Linked DNA regions of Arabidopsis thaliana: region 1 is linked to region 2. A link is a contact called in public ChIA-PET data. All regions are on one chromosome and are shown on one strand. Each heading gives the region's core, a stretch centred on a gene start, on an enhancer-like site or on the middle of the called end of the contact. The rest is flanking DNA. Distances are from core to core; before and after follow the strand shown. Region 1 holds the start of DGD2 (digalactosyl diacylglycerol deficient 2). Region 2 holds the start of TRM15 (GPI-anchored adhesin-like protein, putative (DUF3741)).

Region 1 (6,443 bases), core at 3,135-5,634, 47 kb after region 2:
CCTTCCAGGCAATAGCTTGGCAATCTCTGCCCATTTGTTGCCGTTTCCTCTTTGTGCTTGAACGAGAATTAATTCCTCTTCTCTAGTCCATGGAGATTTTATAATAGTCGGATTCAAATGATTATGCCACCTAAGACATAACAAAAAACCCATAATCAACATTATGGGGAAAATGTGGACTTGTCATCAAGTTCACAAACCAAATGTGAAAAGAAAGAAAAATGTAAGAAACCTTTCGCGGCATTGCTTGCCGATGCGACCAGGGAGTTCCTTTGAAATTTTTGACCATGGAGGCCTATCATTCTCCATATAATCTTTAACCAACTCACTTAAGAGTTCATCTTCCTGAATATCAAGAGACATATATGATCACTAGGTAATGAAACAACGTAACATAGCATATATTAAGAAAGGAATGCAAAAGTAGTTACCTCTTTTTTCCAAGCTCCTTTTTGGAGGCTTGGATCAAGAACCTTAAGCCAACGGTGCTGACATTGGACATCATTCCTCCTATTCTCTTCCGACCCAGGAAGGCATTCAGCTAAACCAAAGACAAGAGAAAAAAAACTCATATAGTGTATATTGGTTTTAGGGCAAATATTGATGGCTAACACATCAAAATATTATTTACCAATCCTTTTCCAGTTCCTCCCTTGGTACTTCTTCACAACATTCGTCAAAATTTGGTCCTGCATAAGATGGAAAAAAGGTTTCAGTGACACATTTATATAACTTGGACAAGACATAACAAGAGATATAAGTACCTCTTCGGCTGTCCATCCTCCTTTAGTTGATCTTCTAGTAGGACCACTCACTCTTCTGTATCTTTAACCACAAATCAAACATCACAAAGCAATCATAAGATCAAACCCTAATGACATATAAACATATATACTTAAAACTGATATTATAAATTTCCCACTAATCTTAATCATCACACATAAAAACCTTAATCACATATATATATAACACCCACCCCCAAATTCATCAAGTTGCAACAAATATAAACCAAACCACAAAATATAATTGAGGAACGAACAAGAGATGGACGAAGAGAAACATACCCTTTTGAAGAGTCATCAATTGCAAAAATAGGAGTAACGTCGTCGGTGTTGTTATCAGACTCGGACTCTGATCGATTTAAATCAATAGACTCTGTCATAAGTCTTTCAGAAATTGACAAAACCTAAAACCCTAAATAACAGCCTCAACTAACGAGAATATAGAAGAAAACAACGAGATCCTAAACTACATAACTATCTTAAACTATAAATTGAACGGACAAGAGTTTTTTCAATCGCAAAAAGTTCTAATCTATGAGAGAAAGACTTGAAATCGCTCTGTCGAGAGAAAGAGGAGAGACTGAAAAGGATTTGTCGTTCAGTAACGGCTATCCAAAAAATCTTTTTTTATGCATAAAGAGATTCTCTAGTCCATTTTTCTCTCTAAAATATTAATATTTAATTACTTTTTTTCTTGGTAAATGTTTTTTTTGTGGGATTAAGATTCTATATTATCTTTTTGATAATAAAAACAAAAATATTAGCAAAATAGAAAAGATTCACAAGATCTTTATTAGAAGAAAAGTGAATGGTATGCATAAATAAAATCCATGAAAAGTAAACCATTAATGCACAGGACACGAGTTACTCATAGTTCATATGTTAAATGGTTTTCTTATTAGCAATTAGATATGGCTCTAATATGAGCAATTGGCCACATAAGTGGACAAATGCGAATTCGAAATGATATGTACAGCTTCTGATTCTTTTAATGGAATCATATACTAAATTTTATAATTCAGACTCGTGTCATCATACATGTTCCACAAGATGAAAAATCTAACTTTCATCATCAATATTACACCAAAGCTGCTATAGAATGATTCAGATAGTATACATTGATTTATACACAAAAATATCCCAATGATATGCAGACAAAGATAAATTAAAAAACAGGTCAATCTTGCTTGCGAGTATTTGGGGAAGGAGTGTTGAGAGACAAACCAAGATCTCTACATAACTCTTCATCGGGCTGCAAGCTTCCAGGTATAGCACCAAAAGCTGTTCTGGAAGCTTCAAATCCAGACGCCAAGAAATGAATATACGCTGACATATCCTCCAAGTTTTTCCCCACACTAATCGAAGATGACGCAAACACACTTCTCTTTGACAAGTTCGAATCAGCTCTTGATAACCGGTTCAGATCAGAGACTTTTATAAACCGTTGTGTAGCAGCTTCCCATGATAGTTCATGCCTTTGTTGCTCTGTAAGTTGCGATGGTTGTTCCCCAAGAGCCTTGAGCGTGGCTCTTACAAAACCTTGTCCATCGTCATAGGTTCTGCAGTTGGGAAACTGTTTGAAGAACTTGTTCGATATGTGATTCGCGCATACTACTATTTTTCCCATCGCCAAGGCTTCTGCAGTTGTTGTACACACAACGTCTGTCGTGCTGGGGTTGAGAAACACTTTATAGCTGAAAATAGAAGATGGAAAAGTTTAAGGTATAGAATCCGATAGACTGCAAGGAAATCAATCAATCTTGAGGCTGTTAAGAACTAGAGACTTACTTGTGAAATAGCGAGTCAGCGTGATCACGTCCTGGGTAAACATTAACCGTCAAGTCGAGTTTTCGGGCTGCTTCTTTGATCTCTTCAGAGTCCTCTCCATCACCGTATAAATCAACCTCTAACTCGGCAAGTTCCTTTTGGTGTTTCTCAAGTAGTTTAAGAAGCTCCTTGTACCCTTTGCTCCAGACCATCTTACCAATGTAGTATGCGCCTTTAGTGAAGGGCTGCTCCTGGAGCTTCTGCTGTTCTAGTTTTCTCAACCCAATTTCGAGAAATTTAGGGTTGACGCCATGAACATTGCAGACTATAGATTTAGGGTATTCTTGAGTCGCAGCAGATAACCTGATTACCTGCAGGAGTAACATCATTGGTACAAGTCCTGATTCACATCAAAAGGACCGGCCATAATTGTGGTCACATTCCAACAAACTGTCTTGATTCTCAAATTAAACCCAGCCATTGGATATATTCACATAATTGAGCAATCACTCTATCATGTCCTAGTGGCTGTAAAGAAGAAAGAAGTTTACCTTGTGGCAGTAAATGCCAACAACCCAACTATTTAAGTATTTGAGGAAAAATGCTTTGACACGGCCTTGTTTCTCTCTTTTAACGTATTCCAAGTAGTTAGTGTGTACGATTCCTATGACGTAGTTGAACTTAGTTTTCCATTTTTGGCCATGATGAAACCATGTGAGATGCTCAGGCTCCTCGAGGACAGCAATGTCTGCCTCTTCATCAGGAATGGCATCAGATATATCCCCAACAGGAAGAATACTCCTTTTGTCAATAGCAAACTGCCATAAGATAAATTTGAATTGCTAAGGTTGGCACAACACAGTCACAGAGTACTACGTAAAAGAAATGGAAGAATTCAACTCTATATCACACGGAAATGAAACAATCGACTCTATGAAAGGAAGCAGTATGTGTTTGGTACCCAAAAGAAGATTCTTGAGAGTCATACCTTTCCAGGATAGAAACGTATCTCAAAGGCTAAACGAAAAGAGACTCTCTCCTCAAGCCACTGGCGGACATAAGCTTCTTGCTCTGACGGGGAACTAAAAGTGATGCTATTTGGGTAGACAAGCTTTTGGTGCTTCAAAGTCAGCCATGGAATCACCAACGTGACCCGTCTTTCCCCATCATTTGCAAGGTAGGCAGCACGGAAGAGAGGATTAACAGCAGTTCCCGTAAGCCATGGAATACTAGCTGTTGTAAATATCGCAATGTGTTGCTCCTGCTGATTAGTCATATCATCTCAAGCTAAACCTCTACAAATTATCAAACAAAAAGAGTAAACCAATAGATTCTTGTAATTGAGTTTGATCTGATTATTGCATCTTCCCAATAAGGATAACATTCGACTACAAATTCTTAATTTTTCTGCAAATTCAAACAATCTTTTCACACGATTCAAGCGATTTTCGATTACATCAAAAAAAAAAAAAAAAAAAAAAAATGAAGCCATACCTGTAAGATTCCAATTCAGAAACAATCTTTGAGTTGACAGAATTTATAAAAGCTGATGATTCGCGTCGAGTTGGGGCAAATAAGCAAACGTAGAAGGAAGAGAGACGAAACAATATTCTAGGGTATGCGTGAGAAGGAGAGAATATTCTCGGAAGATCTTCTTCGTTTCATTGTTTATACAAAATTAACAGACTGGTTGGTCTTCGCAGGATCCTCCAATCTCCAACATTCTTTTTCCGCCAAGTCTAGAACGAAGAAGAATCTAAAAACGACTTTGCGTGTCTAGACTACGTGTCGTTTCTTTTACATTTAAACATCATCAAGTTTCACTTTCAAAGTTAAGAACGCCGGGCTTTGACCAGTGTTATAGGGTAGGCCCAATTATTGACAAGCCCATTGCTTACTCAAACTGTGTGCCGTTTCAATCCCACAATTATTGATTGAAAACCAAACCTTAATTCCGAAACCATATCAACCGTTTTACATTGGTTTTCTCAAACCGAGATTTTTCTCCATAGAAAGAAGCAGAGTGGTAAAGAAGAGCACATAAGGGAATACTATCATGGGAGCATATGAGAATGAGATTCAGAGTCAAGCGTTAACCTAACACCTTCCTTGAAAGAAGTTGGAGAGAGCTCAAGTGTATGAATCAGTTTAGTTATGTCCATAGATATATCTGCTGGTGACACTACGCCACGATCAATCTGACAAAATAGCTGAGACTCATTAAGTGACTGATCTGCAATATTCAACAAGTGAGATTCATTTGTGAAAGCCTCATACATACCGATGATGCAGACACATGTTTAATCAAGGACAGGTCGTATCCTCTGACTTCTGCAACCATTTGAGCCATTTGAACACGAGATAGCCTCTCGGGTCCACCAGCATTCAGAACTAGCCGCATCTGTTTATCATCTGAAAGCAGCAACAACATGTTGTTATGATTCTACATTTTATGTACAATGATGCAGAGCGAGAGAATGAAACTCAGTAAAAAAGAATCTACCAGAGACCCATCTGTCTATTAATTTGAAAGTGATATTCACAAGATCCTTAACGTAAATGGGGCAACGAAACTCGTCATGGAAGAAGTCTACCGTGTCCCCTTTCTTTAAGGAGCTATCAATCCACTAAAACATAAAAGACGACCAGTTTCATGGCTAACTCAATGAACTCAAGTGTGTATATATATCTCTGAGAAATTGTGTTAAGAAGCACCTGAATTGGGAGAGTCTTGGGGAGAGGTGATACAGTTTGAGGACCAAAGATGATACTACTTCTCAATATTGCAAAGCTTTGACACTTATCCTTGATGAGAAGCTCTGCTGCAACTTTTGATTTCCCATAAACGTTGACTGCAACAGTCTCATCTTCTTCCTTGTAGAAAGACTTGACACCTTGATAAACTGAAATTGAGACATGAAAACCAAGTGCAAAAGCATAAGTCATGACTCATGATGAGATTAACACTATAACAGTGGCTAATGCAATTGGCAACTAACCTTGATCAGTAGAGAGATGAATCAACAAGGTTTTGTTAGTCTCAAAACTTGATAACCAGTTTACAAGAGAAGTAGGTACGTTGATGGACATGGCGGAATCTGGATCTTGCTCGCAAGCTCGTGGGACAGACAGAGCAGCACAATTCACGACCACATCAGGCTATAATCAATGGAACAAAGTGTTGCTTTTCAGACCAGAGAGTCTAATACACAGATTCACATGTTCATTTACCAAGCAATTCCTAGAGGAAAGAACATTAATCGAGCTAGAGATTACGAAATCGGAACCTGACGAAAGTCCTGGGATATGGAATTGAGCCCTAGACCGGATTTAAGATCGACAGGAAACGCGGGGGAATGAGGGAAAGCGTCGAGCAAACGAGCGGGAAGTGGAGAAGAATGGTGAGTGAAAGCGACGTCGTATAGCTCACATTCACCGCCATAGTTGCCGGCGAAAGCTTGAAGAAGATGCTGACCCAAGTATCCAGTACCTCCCACAATTAGCACTTTCGTCTTCTTCTCCATACTTTTCCCAAATTCCCCGATCCAATCACTCTCCGGTGTTTGCTTAATTTAAATTTTAACTTAAACATAGCACGATCACTGTTGGAATTTCCGGTTTGGTATTCTGGTTCGAGTTGATATTCTCCGGTTTGGAATGATTTTCGGTTAACATGCTTCTGCAACTGCATTAACAACTCTTCAAAGTTGGTTGAATCTCGAAACCATTTAAACCTTTTGGTATCAGAACAAAAATGGTAAAGCAGGAAAATGTAGAAGAAAGATATCATTATTGGCTTATTATTGCCAAAACAGTATATAAAGTTGTAATCATTATCATCAGAAATAATCGTAAGAAGTTGGAAAAATGTCCAAAAAAAAAAAGGAAAAGTAC
Region 2 (5,987 bases), core at 1,672-4,171:
GATATCGGAGATTGGAGACCGGGGAAGAGAGAGTTTATGACGGAACTTTATTAAATCCAAAATGTTGTTACAAAGCGAAATGTAATCATACTTGAGCTTATATACTTAAAGATTAAATGTGAACATTGAACCAAGATCAGGTTAACCAATAAGCTGAAGTAACCGGTCCATGTAGTATATACTCAATAAACTCTACATTGTTTTACTTCATTTTCTTCTCCATCTCTTTGAACTACCAGACTCTTAAGCTATAATTTCAGCAGTTAATGTGGTTTTTAGTTTACGGCATGAGACGACAACTTGCATCAGCAGCAAGCAAGGTCTAGCGGCTAAGGTATCCTAAAGCAAAGATAACAGCACATGTGCAAATGATTTGCGGAGCAAAACCTTTCTATAATTATTTACATTGAATTTAAGACAAGTGTAGCTACCTATAAAGTATGTAGCATTGCTCGGTACTCTTTTGATCCTTTAACCTTACATTTACAGTCACATAGCACATAAGTTGGGAGCTCTAAGGACATCTTCATCCCCAAAGATATACATGTGGGATGTTGGAAGAGAGTGAAATCAGAACAGAGCACCTTAAAGAAGAGAGCAGTAAGCAAGCAAGACGAAATTTCATACTCTCTCATGCTTGCTTGATACCAAAGGTTACTACTTATACATTTCATACTCTCTCCAACAACAAGGCTTTTTGTTCAATTGTTTTAAACAGGTAAAGGCTAAATCCATCAGCAGGGATTTGAGGCCCATTGTCGGAGAGAGTTTAGGCTTGGGACCAATTTGTTACTATGCATATGGGATTTTGTTAAAGCATTGATATCAAGAATAAATTAGGGTACTAAAAATTAGTAACTAAAGTGAAGTGACAGGTTTAGAAAATTCTTAACCCACATATATATTTAATTACGCCCAACATTATGATTAAGGCTACTATAATGTTGCTTATCCGTCAGGTAAAACAACTCATCCATTGCCCTTTTTCAGCAATTTTTTTTTTTTTAATATTGGTTAGATTTGCTTTTGGCCTAAACCTTATTTTAAGAAAAAAACAATTACAGTGAAAGAAGAAAATTCATGTGTTATCGTCTTTGAGATTTGTAAAGCAATCACCAAGATTGTCCTGTCAAGTTGCTTAATGATGTATTTTAACCTTTTAAAAGATTAAAGCTTCGATGGTTTTTGATGTGTAGGTGAAACATCAAGATAAAGTCCATTGACCCAAACTAGTTAGTAGTTATGGTAGTCATGATTCTCAACTACTATTATTATCCTACCCATTCCTAAAGTTCAATAGATTTTAACTAAGAAATAATTTTAAAGGTTCAACTGCAATATTTAATATATTTAGCATGTATAGTTTTTATTTGTGATAATTTGGATTTATTTTTTTAATATATCACTTGCAAAAATGATTTCTATATTTTGCAATAATATATCACAATATTTTGCAAGGACCTTATAGGTCCGAATGGAGACGTGAAGTTTAATTGCGAATTAAGTGCGGTCCGGTTTAAATAATAACGAAAATATATACTTATACACAGGTCGGCTCATATTATTTTTGGACCTTGTGCTCAAATTTTTGTTTTCAGAAAATTTAAAGTGTTAGTTACAAACTTTTAAAATTTTGGACCCTTATTGCAAAAATATCAAAAAATTTAGATCTTAAAACCTTGTTAAAATTAGAAAAAAATGGTGGATCCAGTGCTTTAGCACTGCCTCTAAGCCGAGCCTGCTTATACATATATGCAGAGAATTTTGCACTATTTGAAACGCACCGCATTGTACAGTTCGGTCACCATTAAATTGTAAATGATATAAATTGTGATAATAATACGGTTTAGATGCTTAGAAACTCCACGTTAAGGGAAAAATTGCTTACAGTGTCACTAACTTCGTCAGTGGTTTGTACCCAAAAAAAAAAACAATTCCTCAGTGGGAGAGAGTTTATGTCGTCAATATCTATTTGTCGGTCGATAAGTGCCAACCTCAAAAAACAATGACACGTTTGTATCAATTTCTGAATCTTAATTTATACTATAAAATAGTGTATACGTTTGTACGCGTGCTATTGATAGATAAGTGGTAACTATGTGTGTTTTGTGTATGTAAATGTATAACTATGGTCCCGTCCCTGACTGAATTAAGTTGCTTAAAGAAAACTCAACTCAAGTAACTGAGCATGGTCAAGATCTATTCGATTAAATTTTGATATATATACCAAATGGTTTCGACTTTTGCTAATTGCTATGCCACATGAATCAGACAATGCTAGCTAATTATTTCTGTTGTACCATAAAGTGCTTGGCTTTATCAGTAAACCCCACATAACAACATTTTGCTTAACGGAAACTTTAAGTACGAGTTCTAACATTCAATTATGCTCTGTTTGATTAGATTCAAACAAATAAATAGTTTCTTGATATTGTAAAGTTCTATTTGTGTATTTAATATCATATATAAGTTTTTTTTGCGATTCAAACTCGAGTTAAGATAGAGACGATTGACGTGACGTTACAATATATGCACACGAGTCACAACAAAATATTATATCTATAATCGACGGTTGAAACAAGAACTCTAGCTAATGTTTTGGTTACACTCGGTTTTCGGACATGGTTTAGAAAAGCACAACTCTTCCTTAAGAGAATGACAAAACGTCGTCGTTAACTTTAGATTAATGACTTGGTCAATGAAAACAATCGCATTTGGTGTAATAATCTCAAATACTACGTGTTCTCCATATTCCATAACCAGCCAAGCAAAAGCACCAATGACCAATTACGTCTCTCCTCTTTGGCCGCGCCCACTCAATTCTTATAATTTATCTATTTGCACCCTCTTTCTCTAAAAAGTTACAATTTGACCCCTATAGTTTCACTTTCACTTATTCTTATAATTTATCTATTTGCACCTTTTTCCTCTAAACGTTACAATTTGACCCCTATATTTTCACTTTTATTCATACAAGCCCATTTTGTTTTTCTCTCTGCTTTCATGCTCGCAGACAACAATCCTCGTCACTGCCATGTCTCAAATTCAGAGCTTTGAGAGATCAATTATTTACCGGTGAGGCTAATGATGAAGGCTGTTGAAAAAATCTCTGCAAAATACTTTTCTTCCATGTAAAGCTTCTAACTTTTTCTCTCTCTCTCTCTCTCTCTCCTCTGTTGTTTCTGTAGAGAGGAATAGAAGATGATGGGCCCATTTTCCAACTGTGATTGTTCTCTTTATATTTCTTTCTCCTGTGGAGGCTAGCAAAGGCCACGACGTTGTGGTTGTCAAATTGGCATAAAGTTTTCCACTTTTTTACTCTGATTTTTTCTCCCATTTCTCTCTCACTTTTTCTTTGCCTTTGCCCAATTCAGAGAACTAATGGCTTTGTCGGTCATCGATAGATAAACAAAATTTAATCTTTATCTCTCTCTTTCTCTTGTTTGTCAAAAGATGCCCACCAACACAGAAATGAGGAAAAAAAGATCTCTTTTTTATTTGAATGTTGAACAGTAAGAAGAAGGTTTATTCTATTCTATTGGGTTGGGTTGTTCATCAACTTTGGAAATTTAAAGATGCATTTTTTATGATCCTTTTTTCTCCGCCTTTGTTGTTGATTTGATCGTGTATGATTACGGAAGCTTGGGGGGGTTTTTATCAGACAGAACCTGGAAAAGTTGTCAGATGAAACAATGTGGCTTGGAGATTGGATCATCAACTTTTCCTCTGTTTTCAACTTTATAAGCTATCATTTTGCTTAATCTTCTTCATTCTCTTCTCTCGGCCTTGGCTTTGAAGAAATCTCAATTTTCTTCTTCTTCTTCTTCTACCGTTTTGTCCGGCGATCAGAGCTGGTTCAGGAGAAACCTTAAGTCTTGGTATCAAAAGAAAGAAAGTTTTGGAATTTACCTCTGCTGCTGCAACTTGCAACACTTTTTTTATATATATTGGATTTTTCTATGGCTTTGCTCAAACGTAAGCAAAGCAGATGAAATCTAGCTACAATCGCTGTTGCCCTTGTATGAAGTTTGGAATTTAAGGAATTCAGGAGAATCTAAGAGGTACTTTCTTGTACTTTCCTCTTCTGTCTTTTTCCAATAGGGAAAGGTATCTTATTTGCTCCATTAGTCTGTATCTCTCAGGCTTTGTGTTCTCTTAGTTCTCCTTAATCTTTGCCTTATTAGTTGAACAAGTAAGCAAATTATAAAAGGAGTTTGCTTTAGGGAACTGGTAGAGGATCCTTTACTTCTTACTTGTTATCTTAATTTATTTCTCAAGAATTCCATTGCAGTGTTTAGGAAGGCTAATTCTTTCTTCTCTTTTTAAGTACTCCTAAGCGTGGAAATTTTTTGGTCTTGTTCTCTTGTTGTTTGTTACTCAAGGATCTGAGATTGTTGTCCATAAGTAGAATTTACCGGAGTTGTAATTTCTATATCTGAAACTCATTATTGTACCGTTGTGTGTGGTGTGTCTTATAGTTTGCTGCTTAATAGTTTTCTTGTTCTTCTTCAGCATTTCTAAAGGGGCAACGTTATAGAAGGTTAGGAAGGAGCATTTGTATAGAAAGTCATGGCGAAGAAAACACAACGTCGTGCTGCTGCTCGACAGGAGAGGGAACAGTTAGGGTGCATGTGGGGATTTATGAATATGTTTAGTTTCCGCCATGGACCACTGGCTCACAAGCTGCTTCTCGACCAAAAGCATGGTAACAACCTTCTCAAGTCTCTGGCATCTTTGGTTTTGCATTAATCGTGAAAGACTTCTTTTGGCTGATAGTTATGTTGATTGTTCCAGCTTCTGGAAATCCTAAGAACAATGAGCTTAACAAGTCCAAATTCCGCGAAAAGGATGCTCAAGAAACCCATGTAAGCTTTTAAACTTATTGGGAACATCCTTAACTCTTTTTCTATTGTCTTAAGAGTCTCCTGTGGATTAATTCCTTGAACTGTTTAAAGGTTGGTGAAGAACGCAATATCACGATAACGATTATAAAGCCAAGTGTGAAGAAGCTTATAGCAGAAGAGTTGTCCATTGACAAGGAAATCAAGAAGCAGAGGGAGAATGCTGAAGCAGGACAGTTGTCAGACTCTGAACTTGAAGGAAGAAGAAGGAAAAACCAGAGGAGAAAAAACAAGACTCGCAAGAAAAGCTGCGATAATTTTAGCCATATGAACTTAGTTGACAGTGAAGAGCCTCTAGTTCAACGCAGAAATCGTAGGTCTGCAAGGAGTGTTGACATTGATAATATGATTGAAGAGTTCTATTCTGAAATTCATCGCAGAAGTACAAGCCATGCAAAGAATGACGAAGATTACAAAGAAAAACTGAGGGAGTTGGTCAAGTTTTTAATCAGTCAGAAGCTTTTACATGGGAACCGTCCCAGAGGAAATAGTGAAATACTTACATCTAAGGATTTGATGGAAGTGTTTCAAATTCTGGGATCAGATGAAGAATTGTTTCTCAAACTTCTGCAAGATCCAGAGATACTTGTGCCTAGGGAGAAAGGAGCAGAAAGCTTGAGTTTGGTTGAGTCAGAACAATCTTCTCTTGCTGATAAGAAATGGTCTAGCTTTTTCAGGAGAAAAGATGAACCACAAGAAGAATGTGAAGCTTCAGATAGGATTTTCATTCTGAAGCCAAGATCAGCTAGCTTTTCAAGTCCGGACATAGGAAATAGTCGTGGTTCGTCACCTGATTCTCATTTGATGGGAAACAAATTGCAGAACGAGAGAAACAGTTCACATTACTTTCTTTCTGAGATCAAGAGGAAACTAAAACATGCAATCAAAAAGGAGCAACCGGCCGGGGGATTTGGGGAAGGGTTTCCGAAAACTAAAGATCATTTCTTTCTCGAGCGGATGGCGAAGCCTTCAACATCTCAGAAGAAATCTCATAGTGAAGATGATAAAAAGCAAAGGGTATCCAACATTTACACAGAGGCCAAGAAACATCTGTCTGAGATGTTAAACAATGGAGATCTTGATTCG

The links. ChIA-PET counts read pairs in DNA pulled down with a chosen protein or histone mark.
Region 1: an H3K4me3 ChIA-PET map of shoot shows a contact between it and region 2, with 10 read pairs. The contact joins the promoter of DGD2 here to the promoter of TRM15 in region 2. A contact is called at or near these places in 3 of 26 Hi-C or Micro-C datasets (root, shoot and vegetative nucleus) and 1 of 2 datasets of contacts at active chromatin or transcription factors (shoot).

What each region holds. Positions count from the first base shown.
Region 1 is chr4:236,195-242,637 of TAIR10.1, forward strand. It overlaps DGD2 (digalactosyl diacylglycerol deficient 2), which reads right to left and starts at 4,385. Exons shown (of 5, transcript NM_116279.5): 1 at 4,044-4,385; 2 at 3,538-3,844; 3 at 3,101-3,367; 4 at 2,571-2,920; 5 at 1,761-2,476. The coding sequence starts at 3,825. The coding sequence ends at 1,960. It overlaps AT4G00560 (NAD(P)-binding Rossmann-fold superfamily protein), which reads right to left and starts at 6,303. Exons shown (of 5, transcript NM_202762.2): 1 at 5,837-6,303; 2 at 5,549-5,708; 3 at 5,265-5,452; 4 at 4,831-4,961; 5 at 4,440-4,747. The coding sequence starts at 6,073. The coding sequence ends at 4,941. It overlaps MYB3R2 (myb domain protein 3r2), which reads right to left and starts at 1,388. Exons shown (of 9, transcript NM_116278.1): 1 at 1,065-1,388; 2 at 765-819; 3 at 632-689; 4 at 432-541; 5 at 233-345; 6 at 2-130. The coding sequence starts at 1,162. NAD-ME2 (NAD-dependent malic enzyme 2) reads right to left here. Exons shown (of 19, transcript NM_116281.4): 19 at 6,267-6,443.
Region 2 is chr4:190,607-196,593 of TAIR10.1, forward strand. TRM15 (GPI-anchored adhesin-like protein, putative (DUF3741)) reads left to right here and starts at 2,922. Exons shown (of 7, transcript NM_116269.4): 1 at 2,922-4,061; 2 at 4,513-4,705; 3 at 4,795-4,865; 4 at 4,956-5,987. The coding sequence starts at 4,570.